2 separate regions of the Mus musculus genome follow, and region 2 is linked to region 1. A link is a contact called in public HiCAR-type data. All regions are on one chromosome and are shown on one strand. Each heading gives the region's core, a stretch centred on a gene start, on an enhancer-like site or on the middle of the called end of the contact. The rest is flanking DNA. Distances are from core to core; before and after follow the strand shown. Region 1 holds the start of Ptpro (protein tyrosine phosphatase, receptor type, O). Region 2 holds the start of Lmo3 (LIM domain only 3).

The links. HiCAR-type assays count read pairs that join an accessible place to other places.
Region 2: a contact with region 1 is called in a HiCAR-type map of astrocytes, with 2.7 times the contacts expected there. The contact joins the promoter of Lmo3 here to the promoter of Ptpro in region 1. A contact is called at or near these places in 1 of 39 promoter capture datasets (hippocampal neurons) and 1 of 115 datasets of contacts at active chromatin or transcription factors (astrocytes).

Annotation. Positions count from the first base shown.
Region 1 is chr6:137,247,785-137,253,857 of GRCm38.p6, forward strand. Ptpro (protein tyrosine phosphatase, receptor type, O) reads left to right here and starts at 4,515. Exons shown (of 27, transcript NM_011216.3): 1 at 4,515-4,976. The coding sequence starts at 4,902.
Region 2 is chr6:138,418,841-138,424,504 of GRCm38.p6, forward strand. Lmo3 (LIM domain only 3) reads right to left here and starts at 4,190. Exons shown (of 4, transcript NM_001356306.1): 1 at 3,601-4,190. It overlaps A830011K09Rik (RIKEN cDNA A830011K09 gene), which reads left to right and starts at 4,265. Exons shown (of 4, transcript NR_126073.1): 1 at 4,265-4,525.

The DNA.
Region 1 (6,073 bases), core at 3,265-5,764:
ACTGTTATATCATAACTATAATTTGGCTACTGCTATAAATTGTAATGTAAATATCTGATGTATAGAATATCTGATGTGAAACTGCTATCAAACAGTCATTTGAACCCCAAAGGGTTCCCGACCCACAGGTTGAGAACCACTGGTCTAAGTCGTTTACTAACTCTTGGTTAATGCAGCTATAGTAAGGTGTATATAACTAAAGTTTGTAAGTGCCAAGATATGATAGGCACCCAAGTAAAAATTTAGGGCATCTCTATCCAAGAGTTCCTCTGGTTCCTTTCTGGCTGACTTTATCCACTACTTCCAAGCCTTGGAAATCACTGATCCTCTTTTGGATATGTGGATTTGCAGTTTCCAAGAACTTACATAAATAGAACAATAACAGTTTGTGGCTTTTCCACAAACTGTATTGTTCTAATTTCCCTTGAATTAGTACAATGTCTTTCTCAAATGGTTTCTTTTCCGTCTTTCTTCAGTCCACCAGGAGTATGTCCCGTCCCACCCCCTAGTCAACTTCTCATCTTCTCTCACAAATAGACCTTGGGATATTACCAGCTTTATAATTTTAGCATGAAAATAGGTTTACTGTGTCTGTGTACAGATGTCAATGAAACACAATTGTGCCTGTTGGTAGAATCCTTACCATTTGGACAGTGCATTTCTCCAAACTTATGATTAATGGTTTCATGATCTGTATACAGCTTCTGGAATCTTCATCATCAAATTCTCTGTAATTGCCCATTTGCAGCCATTTCAAAGGCGATGTGTATTTTGATGCTCTTGAATGTTAGACACACAGGAGACACTAAGAGCTAAGTTGTGTACTTTTAGTTTGAAGGGAAGTAAAGAAGGAAGGGAGGGAGGAGGAGACGCCATTTCTACCTACCCCATGCTATGTCTTTCTTCAGCTACCAATCACCGCCAGGTTCTAACCTTCCTTCCTTCCAAGCTAAGGTCAGCCCTCCTTAAAGCATTCTAACAGGACGTTAGAACTTTAAAGTGAAATTTACTTTAGCAAAGGCTAGAGATGAGGAAGAGCTAAGTAGTTGACAGCAATGTCTACAACAACCAGGAAAAATATTTTAGAAATTAATATTGTTAACTATACTTTTTTAGGAAAAAAAATCACGTGTAAAAATACAAGGTCGATCACTGATTGAGGGCAATCTAAATACTAGAAACAGCCAGTAATCCTGCGCACGGGCCCCTAGAAACAGCCAGTAATCCTGCGCACGGGCCCCAAACAAGGAATATCATCTGAACCATAGCAGTCAGCCTTCCCAGTATAAGGCCGTTTACAGTTGGTGTCCAGTGATAAATATCTACTCATGTTTTCTACACATACATGCCTTCTTGTTTTTAAAATAGACATTTCTGAGTTATGATGTACACTACATTTTATGGTCTAGTTTTTCCTTTTGCCTTTTTTTTTAGAACTATATAAGGAGTAAAGTAAAAAAGATGTCTTAGGAATTATTGACGGGAAGAAGGAGCTAACAAGAGATGCGGACACATGTGAAAGCGGATACAAGCCTCGGTGGTGGGTACCCCTGCTTTCCCATCCTGGCAAGTGGAAGGAGTCTTGGTAGCTCCATCCTGCTGTTCACCTGAGAGCTGTCAATCACGTGCATTCTGAAAGACTTGGAGCTTATGAGTTGTCAACACAGTTCTTAGGTGAGAAGTCAGGCCTCATCAGAGGGAGAGCACTAAACAAATGCCCCAAGAGACTGAAAACCAGAGCGTTGCTGACTGTCCTTCTCTTGAGAACTCGTTCCGTGTAATCTTCAGTTCACACTCGGTAAACATTGCAATCTGTGGAACATGGTTGGCAATCTTAACATCTATGGTGAGTTTTCCAGGTTGGGTACTGTTTGATGCTTCCTGAGTCAAGTTTTCCTCCTCCCTGTAATCTACACAAAGCAAATTATTTGTCAATGAGGAGTCCCTCCACGCCCCCCCCCCCACCACCACATGAGCAACTGTCTAATACTGAAACTGCTGACAGCCTTGCAAGCTATTTCAGTCCTGGAAGCTGGGACTGCACACGTGGAACTGCATTATAGAGCTGTCTCTGGGCGACACAGTTGAGCTTCATTGGCCTGGGCAGTGCAGGAGTCCCAATTGACTCGTCATTAGGGCTCTTGCAGGGATTCTCGCTGCGTTCCCTGGCTGCTATTACCCCTGTTTGTATGTGAAAGAAAGATGTGACTGACCCACAGAGGCGAGAACAAGAGTTTTACTTATTAAAAAAAAACAAACAATTTCTTCCAGTCAAATAAATAATCTTTCAGACTTAACATCATCGGTCTCTCAGATCGCTAACTGCTCATTATTGTCCTTTTCCAAGTAAACAGCTTTGTTTCATTCTGAGAGTCATTTCATTTAAAATTCAGTGCACAAGGGGGTCCATTTTGTTCTGTGTTTATCTTTCTCCAGACAGAGTGACATCTAGAGAATACAATGCTCTGAGCCCTCTTTAGGAAGCAGCATGGTTGAGACTGGAAAACCTAATGGATACTTTCAGGCAACTGGGGACCAAAATGACTGCATACATTAATGCTACCTGTGGCCATTCTTGTTGGGACTCTCTAAACTAGTTTAGTAAGATTTAACATGTTTTAGAAACACAGCAATGGAAGACCAGCTAGTGGTCTGAATCAGCACACCACGGACAACGCCACATACGCATTCTTAGCGGGAGTCTCCAGTAAGAATTTGTGATCCTGTCATTGGTTTAGACACAAGAACAAGCAAGACTATTTTTTTCCCTCTGTGATCACTATGTAAAATGTTTATCTCTGGAAAGGATCTCTTCTATGATTACCACATAAAACTTCCAGTCTTCAGGCCATGTAGTCACATGCTGCTAATGGAATATTAATCATGCTAATTACTAGTGCTTTCCTGGGCGGTGATGCACTAAACACTTAATGTTGCTGCTGCCCTAAAGTGGTCCACGTACACATCTGTACACAATGTGTGATTTAACTGAGCAGAGAGAAGGTGAAGCATACAGTTAGGTAGGGGTATTTAAAGTAATGCATTATTTTGAAAGTACCTTTTGCATTTATATGATTAATATTTGAGCAAAATTGCTTCCTAATGCCTAAAATAGATCAAACATTCCTATCCCAAATATATATATGTGTGTGTGTATACACACACACACACACACACACACACACATGTATATGCACAATTAACCTTACATATGTATTTAATTCACATACTGATACTAAAATAAAACTCTATTTAAAAGAATAACTTCTGGCATCTTGTGAGTACCACTTAGGCCCCAACTTGAGCATCTCTGTCTGGAAATTAGATCACTGTGGAGCCTCTTTGATGTAGCTGGAAATGGAAAACCACTTTCAAAAGCTTCAAAATAAAAGAAAAACATATCAGACCAAAGGCTCTGAAAGTGCAGGTCTGAGGAGCCATTTCTTAGAAAGCACTCGAGTTTGGCCCAGAAGTGGGAAGCAGGGAAAACCTTGGGGGGGGGAGAGGGAGGGAGGGCATGAGAGTCAGGCCAACAAAGGACAGGCACGAGGGCGCTGAACAGAAGTCCATCAAGGCTGTGTACTGAGGTAGCTTTGGTGCCAGCAAGGGAAACACTCACACACAAGCCCAGAGCCTCGTTCTGTTTTCTGAAGAACTGTTAGTGCCTCGATCTATTCATGCAAAAATTCCTAATCCAAACCTTTAGTTTATAGTCCTCATGTAGAAAAAGATGAGCACACACGACTCTGATCCTATAGCAGGCCACCATTCCTCAGCTGTGTCCCAGAGTGCTGGTGACACACTCCTAAGTGCACCGCCAGGGTGCCCTTTTCTGTCACCTGATACCACACTTTGAAGGATAAAAACAAAATTCCAGCACCTCAGGGCCCACCCAGGACATTTACATGATAAAAAGAAATGACTTAATATAATGAATCCCACTTTTTATTTTTAATATAGAGTTGTCTTTCAAAAACTACACAAAACCTCTAGAGACAGATAAGTAGACATGAGACACACTTCATGGAAATCGTTGCTTGTGATTCTAAATTCTTAGATTAGTTAGTTATTCATGGATAATTCAGAGTACTTAGTGTGTTCACACACAGAGAGAATATATTACACACTTATTCTAAATACGTGTAAAATACTGTGAGCTAGGTGTGGGCAGCAGGATAAGAGGGGGAAACGCACAGAATTATTCAGTTTCCCTAGCTGATTATAGGATGCTATGGGGGAATTGAACTGAGGTCGGGGGGTATAGAAGTTGAGATTCACTCCTCTTTTCGAAAACATTAAGTGTCACTTGTAGTGTCACTTGTAAATACAAGGGCAAAGGAACGGGGGGGGGGGGTTGAGAAGGGCCTGAGATAAGAGAGAGGGGAAACCCTCAAACAACTCTTCCTAGGAGACTCTGGAAAGGCTGAGGCGGAGCCTGGTCTGGGGGGCTGCCTAGCAATGGGAAGCAGGCAGGCCCTGGTGGGAGGACCCAAGATCTGCACTTGAGGAGTTCCTTGCTCTGAGAGAGAACACCACTGTTGCTAGGGGGCCGCGGAGGGTTGTCTGCCTGCGGAGCTCGGGCAGCTCCTTCCGCACGCCGACCCCTGCCTCCCGTGGCAACCGCTGTAGCTGTGGCGCAGAGCCTCGCCCACTGCCATCCCCACCCTCTCCATCCTTAGCCATTAAACAACGCCGGCTCCAAGCACGTTCTAGCAGGACTCGGGCACAGAAGAGGAGAGCGATCCATCCGGGGGCACAGGACGACCTGCCAGGCGACATGCGGCCGCCCGGAGCCGCCCGGGCGCCCGAAGTCTGAGGCTGCCAGCCGGGACTGGTCATTGTAAGCGCCACGGAGAACTGCTGGCGCTGCCGTTCCCTCCCCGGTCCCTGGTCGCGCCGCGATGGGGCACCTGCCTAGGGGAACGCTCGGGGGCCGCCGCCTGCTACCTCTGCTCGGGCTCTTTGTGCTGCTCAAGGTAGGGTCCCCCAGTCCTCGGAGATGGGGATCCATCCCGCCGTGGGGAGCTATTCGCTCAGGGTGCGGTGACCAGGCGGAGAGCGCCAGTCGCACACGCTTTGTCCTCAGAGCGGTGCCGGGTGGGCTGCGTAGCTGCGGGTGGAAAGATCTGGAAGTTTGAGCCTTCCAGTTGTCTCCCTTTGTACTCTGCTACCTCAGCGATGAGCTTGCGGGATAGAGCTTTCTCAGGCAAAATGAGGGCACTTTTTTTAGTGGTTCCCACTGCACCCCTATGCCACTTCACCTTCGCGCCCTCCCCCAGTGAAGCCTCGGTACAGCTGCTTTGTCTCAGTCAGTTTGCCTTCTGCGGGAGGGAATCACACGCAGGGCGCTGAGCTCTGGACTAGACGCACCGGCCAGGCGGGGCGAGGGAGAGGGCTCCATTGAATAAGGAATCGGTTCAACTCCCAAGGAGGTCACTCCCTGTCTTACCCTCCATCCACCTAGGGATGCCTGGTAAAACTCTACACAGTTCCATCCTCTCGTAACAGGATGCTGCCACTGATTTTTAATGGTGGAATATATGATTTATAAAACTCACCTTTTCCTATCCTCTTTGGAACGTGTGGCTCAAAATTGTACTTTGAGAAAAAAAAGTGAAAAGGAAAATACTGTTTAAAAAAGAAAAACAAAATCTTGACACTTCAAGCATGTAGTGTTTTTATTTTTTAAGCTGTTTTCTTGGCATATGAAGGGAAGTTGGGAATTGGTACCCCCTCACTCCGGGTTCCGAAGGTCTGCTTTCCTTCCTAGTCCTTTCTCCCTTCTTGCCCCAGCAACTGAAGGATGGCCACAGGTGATCGGGAGCTATCCTTTCAGCACCATGAGGATACCTAGCTAGAGGAGGTCAGCCCGTTAATGACTGCAAATGTTTCCGCATTAAGCAGTCACTTCTTGCTTATATGCCCATTAATTATGAATGCTCCCCAAGGTTATAGTGAACAGGATTCACGAATCCCAGATAGAACGAGTGCAAAACTATTCTATATTTTCTTCCTGTCTCCCCAGATCACAGAAAAATGTAGTCTCTGGGTAAATAGCAAAGGAGGAACATGA
Region 2 (5,664 bases), core at 2,940-5,439, 1.2 Mb after region 1:
CTGTCCTGTGTGTCTGACACTCGTGGCTGTGGTGTTCCGCGCTGTGGACCATCAGCCAGATTCATGCAGAAGAGCAGGTGGTGGCCCCATAGCCTGGTTTGTGATCCCTTTTCTTTGAAGGAGCTCAGGGCCTAGTGTAGATTAATCATAACCCTTGATAGCTCTGCTAAATCTCACTCTCTAGAACTTCTAACAAATGAAGTTTCTTTGATCAGACTAGTTATCCTTTTCTAGCAAGGTCCCACAAGGCATGAATCCCATTAATTAGGGTGTACAACAGACCCAGGCGCCTCTTAGTCATATACCTAGAAGACGAAGCAGGGTTTTGATTTACTAAAAACAGACAGGATTTCATGTCTGAAAGCATCTAAATGTTTGTTAAGGGTAACTATCCTAATTATCTAAGTTGTTTTTTTTTAAATACATCACTAAGCTAAAAGATTAAAAATTAATTCTTTTTGGTAGTAAGCTAAACACCATTATTTCCCATACTCATGATATTATTAAGTGTAGAGGGTCAGCTATCTTTATTCAAAATTCATTGTAACCAAGACAGCAGTTACCAACATTTGGCACAGAATTACTATCCTTGTCTTCACAAAGTGTTTTTGTTGTGTTGACATTTTAATTTAGCACTCAGAGGCCAATTAATAACTGAAACTCTTACATTCTGTTTGGCCTTGTGCATGAAAGGAGTCTGATATTTTTCTATACTATCCTCATATCTTCTTTTAGAGGCCATATCCCCCCTTTCTCTTGCAAATGGAATCTGTTCTATTCTATGCATTTAGGAAAAAAAAATGTAGGAAAACAACCACTTGGTAGTCACCACATTGCCAGGCACCTAAAAAGCAGAAAGCACTGAGCAGTCTCTGCTCTTGATCCAAAATAGGATGTCTGGGGAGAGTTATGTGTTCGTGGCTAAGAGACACTTCCCAAGTTGCTCATAGCCCATCAGCACCGGTAACTAGTTAGTCTTTAGATTGGCATGCAAATTGTTCTGAGGGAAATTCTTATTGCTTCTGAGACCCTGTCATTCTGAGTTATTTGACAGTTTAAGGGAAATCATAGTTGTTTTTTTTTTTTTATTTTATTTTAAAGACATAAATAATAGCCTGTGCAGTGTGCTGTGCAGAAATAAGTAGAACCATTTCATTTAAACTCTGGTGAGCTTTTAATTGCCTGGATTGCATTGTGAGAAGGCCTGCCGGTTGATTGCATCTATTATGTTCCCTTGTTCTGTGCCATTCATCCGCACAGTCTTAGCTTCAGTAGTTAACACAACAAAGTAACCACAACTCCACAACACATAGGAGCTTAAAAAATAACCAGAATAACGAAAGATGTGCAGTGCTCAGGCACTGTGGGCTTTTTTTTTAAAAAAAAAAAACATGTATGTATTATTTGGACTGATCACGCTGAATGAATGGAGAACATTCCTTCCCCTTTCAGAAGATTTACAGAGCACAATTTGGGAGCCGAGGAAGGGGGCTCCATCCAGAAGGGCTTTTGGAAGAGAGGATGCAAAAATTGGGTCCGCAGGTTTCGCAGCTGGGAGCAATGACATAGATTAAAAGAATTTGGCCAACACAGCCTTCCCACTGCCAAGAGTACCAAACAAAAGATTGTCTCTCCTCCTGCCCATCTTCCTCCCACTCACGCACCTCCCCCCAACCCCCTGTGCTCCCCCAACCCAGATTGCAAAACTGGATTGGGCCTAAAAGCTTGTTTCTCTCTGTTCACTGGCCCAGAGCACCCCTACAGGCTGCAGCCCCCTAAGGGGAAACAGTGTAAATATATGTCCCCAAATCTCTGGTACCGGAGCTGCTTAACTCTGTTCTGCCCCTTCAACTCCCAACCCCCTCCGCGTCCTTCCACCACCCTCCCCTTTTTGAGCAATGGAGCTGGAAACCAATTTGATTCCCTTTTTCTCCAATGCAGCTGCAAGGCTCAGAGATACTGACATTTCCCCACTCTTATCAGTTTAATTACAGTTACCATGGCAGCAAAGTGCTAGTGCTTGGCAAAGGCCAACAAGAGATTTGCAAGACTGGGTTCAATTTTGATGCAGCTCACATGCAAAATAAAAAAAAAAAAATAAGAAACATACATACACTCTAACAAAGAATCTCCTTGCGGAGTTTATGATCCAACCTTTTGTGGCTGTGTCTTTGCAGCCACGCAGGGGTGGTTTTGCAAAGAATGTACCAGGATTTTTGGCACCTAGCGAGATTAATTGGTCGAAAGCAGCAGTCTTTAAAAGCAGCAGCAACAATATTATTTCATATCTTCCTCAGGAGAAGAACGGGCAGTCTGTGGAGCTAGCCACGAGTGCCTAGCGGCCCGAGAAAGTGCCTCTGTGATAGAAGGTAACCTTACCAAAACTTTTCTCTTGTTTCTGCATGAGTTGACTGAGGCGTGCCTGAGTCGCTGCAGCTTCGCATGGAGCACCAAGCCCGGAGGCAGAGAGTAGAAAAGGGAATCACTCGGATCTGGGGCCCAAGCGTGGATCTGGTGAGCAGCATGCAGGGCCCAGGATCCACTATTGTGAAGCCACTTTGGGAGCTGGGGTCTAGTGGCTAGGGAGGCAGGCAGTGGGGGAAGGGACGAGGGAGCGTGTAAAATGATGGCGAATGACAAAGCCACATGCTTCCCTCACTCTGCCTGTAATCCTAAAATCCCAGCGGCCCCTTTTAGCTTCCTAGTAACAAATGGATTTGATTAAACCGTCACACGCAGTGTTAGCATAGCATATCGTGTTCGGTATGAAAAAGATCATAAATCTGACTTGTGTTTCATAACAGCAATCTGAGTAGCCCCGGTTAAAATGTGCTGAATCTCTCTCTCTCTCTCTCTCTCTCTCTCTCTCTCTCTCTCTCTCTCTCTCTCTCTCTCTCTCCCTGTTAAGATGCAGACACTTGGGTACAAGGAACCTATGTCCACTGAACACGACACAGTCACTTTTGCAACACACAGAAGCAGTGTTTTGATATTAAGGTTGCATTGGGAGAAGCAGGGGTGTAGACAAAAACAAGGTTGTAATTTCAACTCTTTCTTGGGGGTGGCAGGCATACATTTCATCAAGCAGGTGTAGAAAGGTCTGGGAAAATACCCAAGACTGATATCACTTCCCTTAGCCTGGTAGCAACACCCCGCCCCCAACCTTTGCAAACTGTCCCAACCCCTCTTCCAGAGTCAGGGTGTGCGAATGTTGCAGCTCCCAATGAACTTTGTCTATTATGCACTAGACTCCTACTTGAGATGTTGCGTCGCGCTGCAGCCGCGCGCTCCACTCTCTTCCTCCGGCATCCACGTCTTCCGCCCCACATCTATTTCATGTCTCATCACAAAAATAATGATGCCTCCCATGATTTAAACAGAACCAAACAAACACAAAACCCTCTCTGCAGACCTGCAGCCCGGTGAAAGTTGCAGTGGTGGTGGGGATGGTTCGGGTGCAGCTTTACTTTATGCCTTCTTGGGAGAGGATGGGGAAGAAGAAGAAAAAAAAGCCACCCAACATCCGCACACGCACGCGCGCACCAGCAGACATACACAGCACAAATAAGCCGACGCGTGAGTACACAACCCCTGACTTACCTTCTCAATTAAGCGATACAGGGGAGGGTGTTCAATGAGCCCAGCGGCTGCTTGGTAGCGCTTCTCCTTGGGAAAGGTCAAAAAGAAACATTGTTTGAAAAAAAAAAAGGAAAAAAAAAAACCGGGGGGTAGAATCTCTCTCTATATATTTTTTTAAGTTTAAAATAATGAGGTCCTCCAGGATCCGCCAAGTACCAGTGTGGACCGCATGCGAGCCACAGGTGTCCTTCTTTTAGGCAACTGCAGTCCGGGGGATGTCTCTCTTGGTCCTGGCTCCTGACAACTTACCCCAGCAGTGTGCGAGGAGCCCGAGCTGAAGGAAGCCCTGGCTCTCAGCCGCAAAATGCAATCCCTTCCCAGCCAGACATAATACAGCCCAAGAAAAGGTCACCCAGTTATTACAGCGCCTCGGAGCCCAGGCAGCGCCTGTCAGATCCACAGTGAAGGCAGCTCCCTTCCGATTTAAGAGTATTTACCTCTCGCCCCCACCCCTCCCTCTTCTCTCTCTTCCTTCTCTCCCTCCCTCTAGCTGGCTCCCTTGCTCGCTAGCTTGCTTGAGCTCTCTCTCTCTCTCTCTCTCTCTCTCTCTCTCTCTCTCTCTCTCTCTCTCTCTCTCTCTCTCTCTCGCTGTGTCTCTGCTGTCTGTTCCGCAGCTCAGTCAAGTACAGCCGCCCTCGGAAAGTGCAAAAGCAGCCACGAGACAGATCCAGGCTTTGTTGCTAATTTCCCAGGGTGAAAATTGACAAGCCTGGGAGTGCAGTCAGCACAACCCATTGCATATGCTACTGACAAACGCTGGGGACATCCCCTCCCACCCATGCCTATCACACAGAGAATGTGACCTCTGCAGGACTGGACTCTGGAAGGACCCTACCTCCAGGACTCGCCCACAAGAAGAACTGCAAAAGAGCTCCAAAGGAGAAGGGTAGGGCTTCCTAAAATAACGGGGGCATTTTGGAATAGGATGGGGACTATGAAAGCAAATTGCCCTCTAAATCTGTTACTGACAGTGCCAGTGGAGGAAGTTAAAATAAAAGCCAAGGAATCAAAGTGCTACCAGGGAACACTGGAAAACTGCACAGCCCTCCTTTTAGTAAATGTCTGGGGGTGTCTGCAGTTTCCAGGGCTATGAATTCTGTTTAGAAACTCTCTGAAGTCCCTGTGCAGAATGCCTTGTCATGTAAACTCAGGCCAGGCAGTGCCACACACCCTTTCCTCTCTCTCGAATGGCCCCAGGAGTCAGACTGTGAACTTGTACCCCATACCAGGTGCTGAACCCAAAGTGGCCACTGAAACACACTTACTACAGATAGGTGAATACTTGACTTTGAAACCTGCTTCAGTGTTAGTCCCCAGGAAGCTGAGCCAGACTTCCAGGACTAAGCCGGTCCCCTGGCCACTTGCCCACCTACACCCTGCCTTCATACACTTATTTTAAGGCCTGGGTACATCCTTTTATTTTTGCCTCTAAATTTTTCCCATTACTCTTAACCTCTTCCCTGCACTCCGATGCTCTATAGGTCACTGGTAGCTTTAAACCATCTCCTTTTTCTAAGTTTTTAAACTTCAGCTATCGCCCACTTTGGTGTCTCTATCAAGGTCCTCTCAGCATCTCTCACAAAGCCTTGTCAAAAGGTTAAGCTTAAAAATAGTGCCAGTTTGAATGACACTGGATGTGATGCTCTCAGTGCCAAGACAGGATCAATTGTTGAACTACCCACCCACCCCAAAAAAACACTACCCACAAAACACCCTTCAAACAATACAGAAAAACTTTGCTACTTCTGTAACATCAATTTTAATATCTATCTATCTATCTATCTATCTATCTATCTATCTATCCGATCTATCAAATTATATATATATATATATATACATATATATATATACACACACACACACACACACACACACACTAAAGCAGTCCCCCTTGAATATTTATGTTAAATTATGCTTCCCTATATCCAAAGTCCTGGCATAGCCGGTCTAATTTATTTTTTAATCCCAACCTTCAGAAGGCTCCTAAGAAAATAGTAGGTGGCTTGCTTTCTTCTCCCTTTCAAA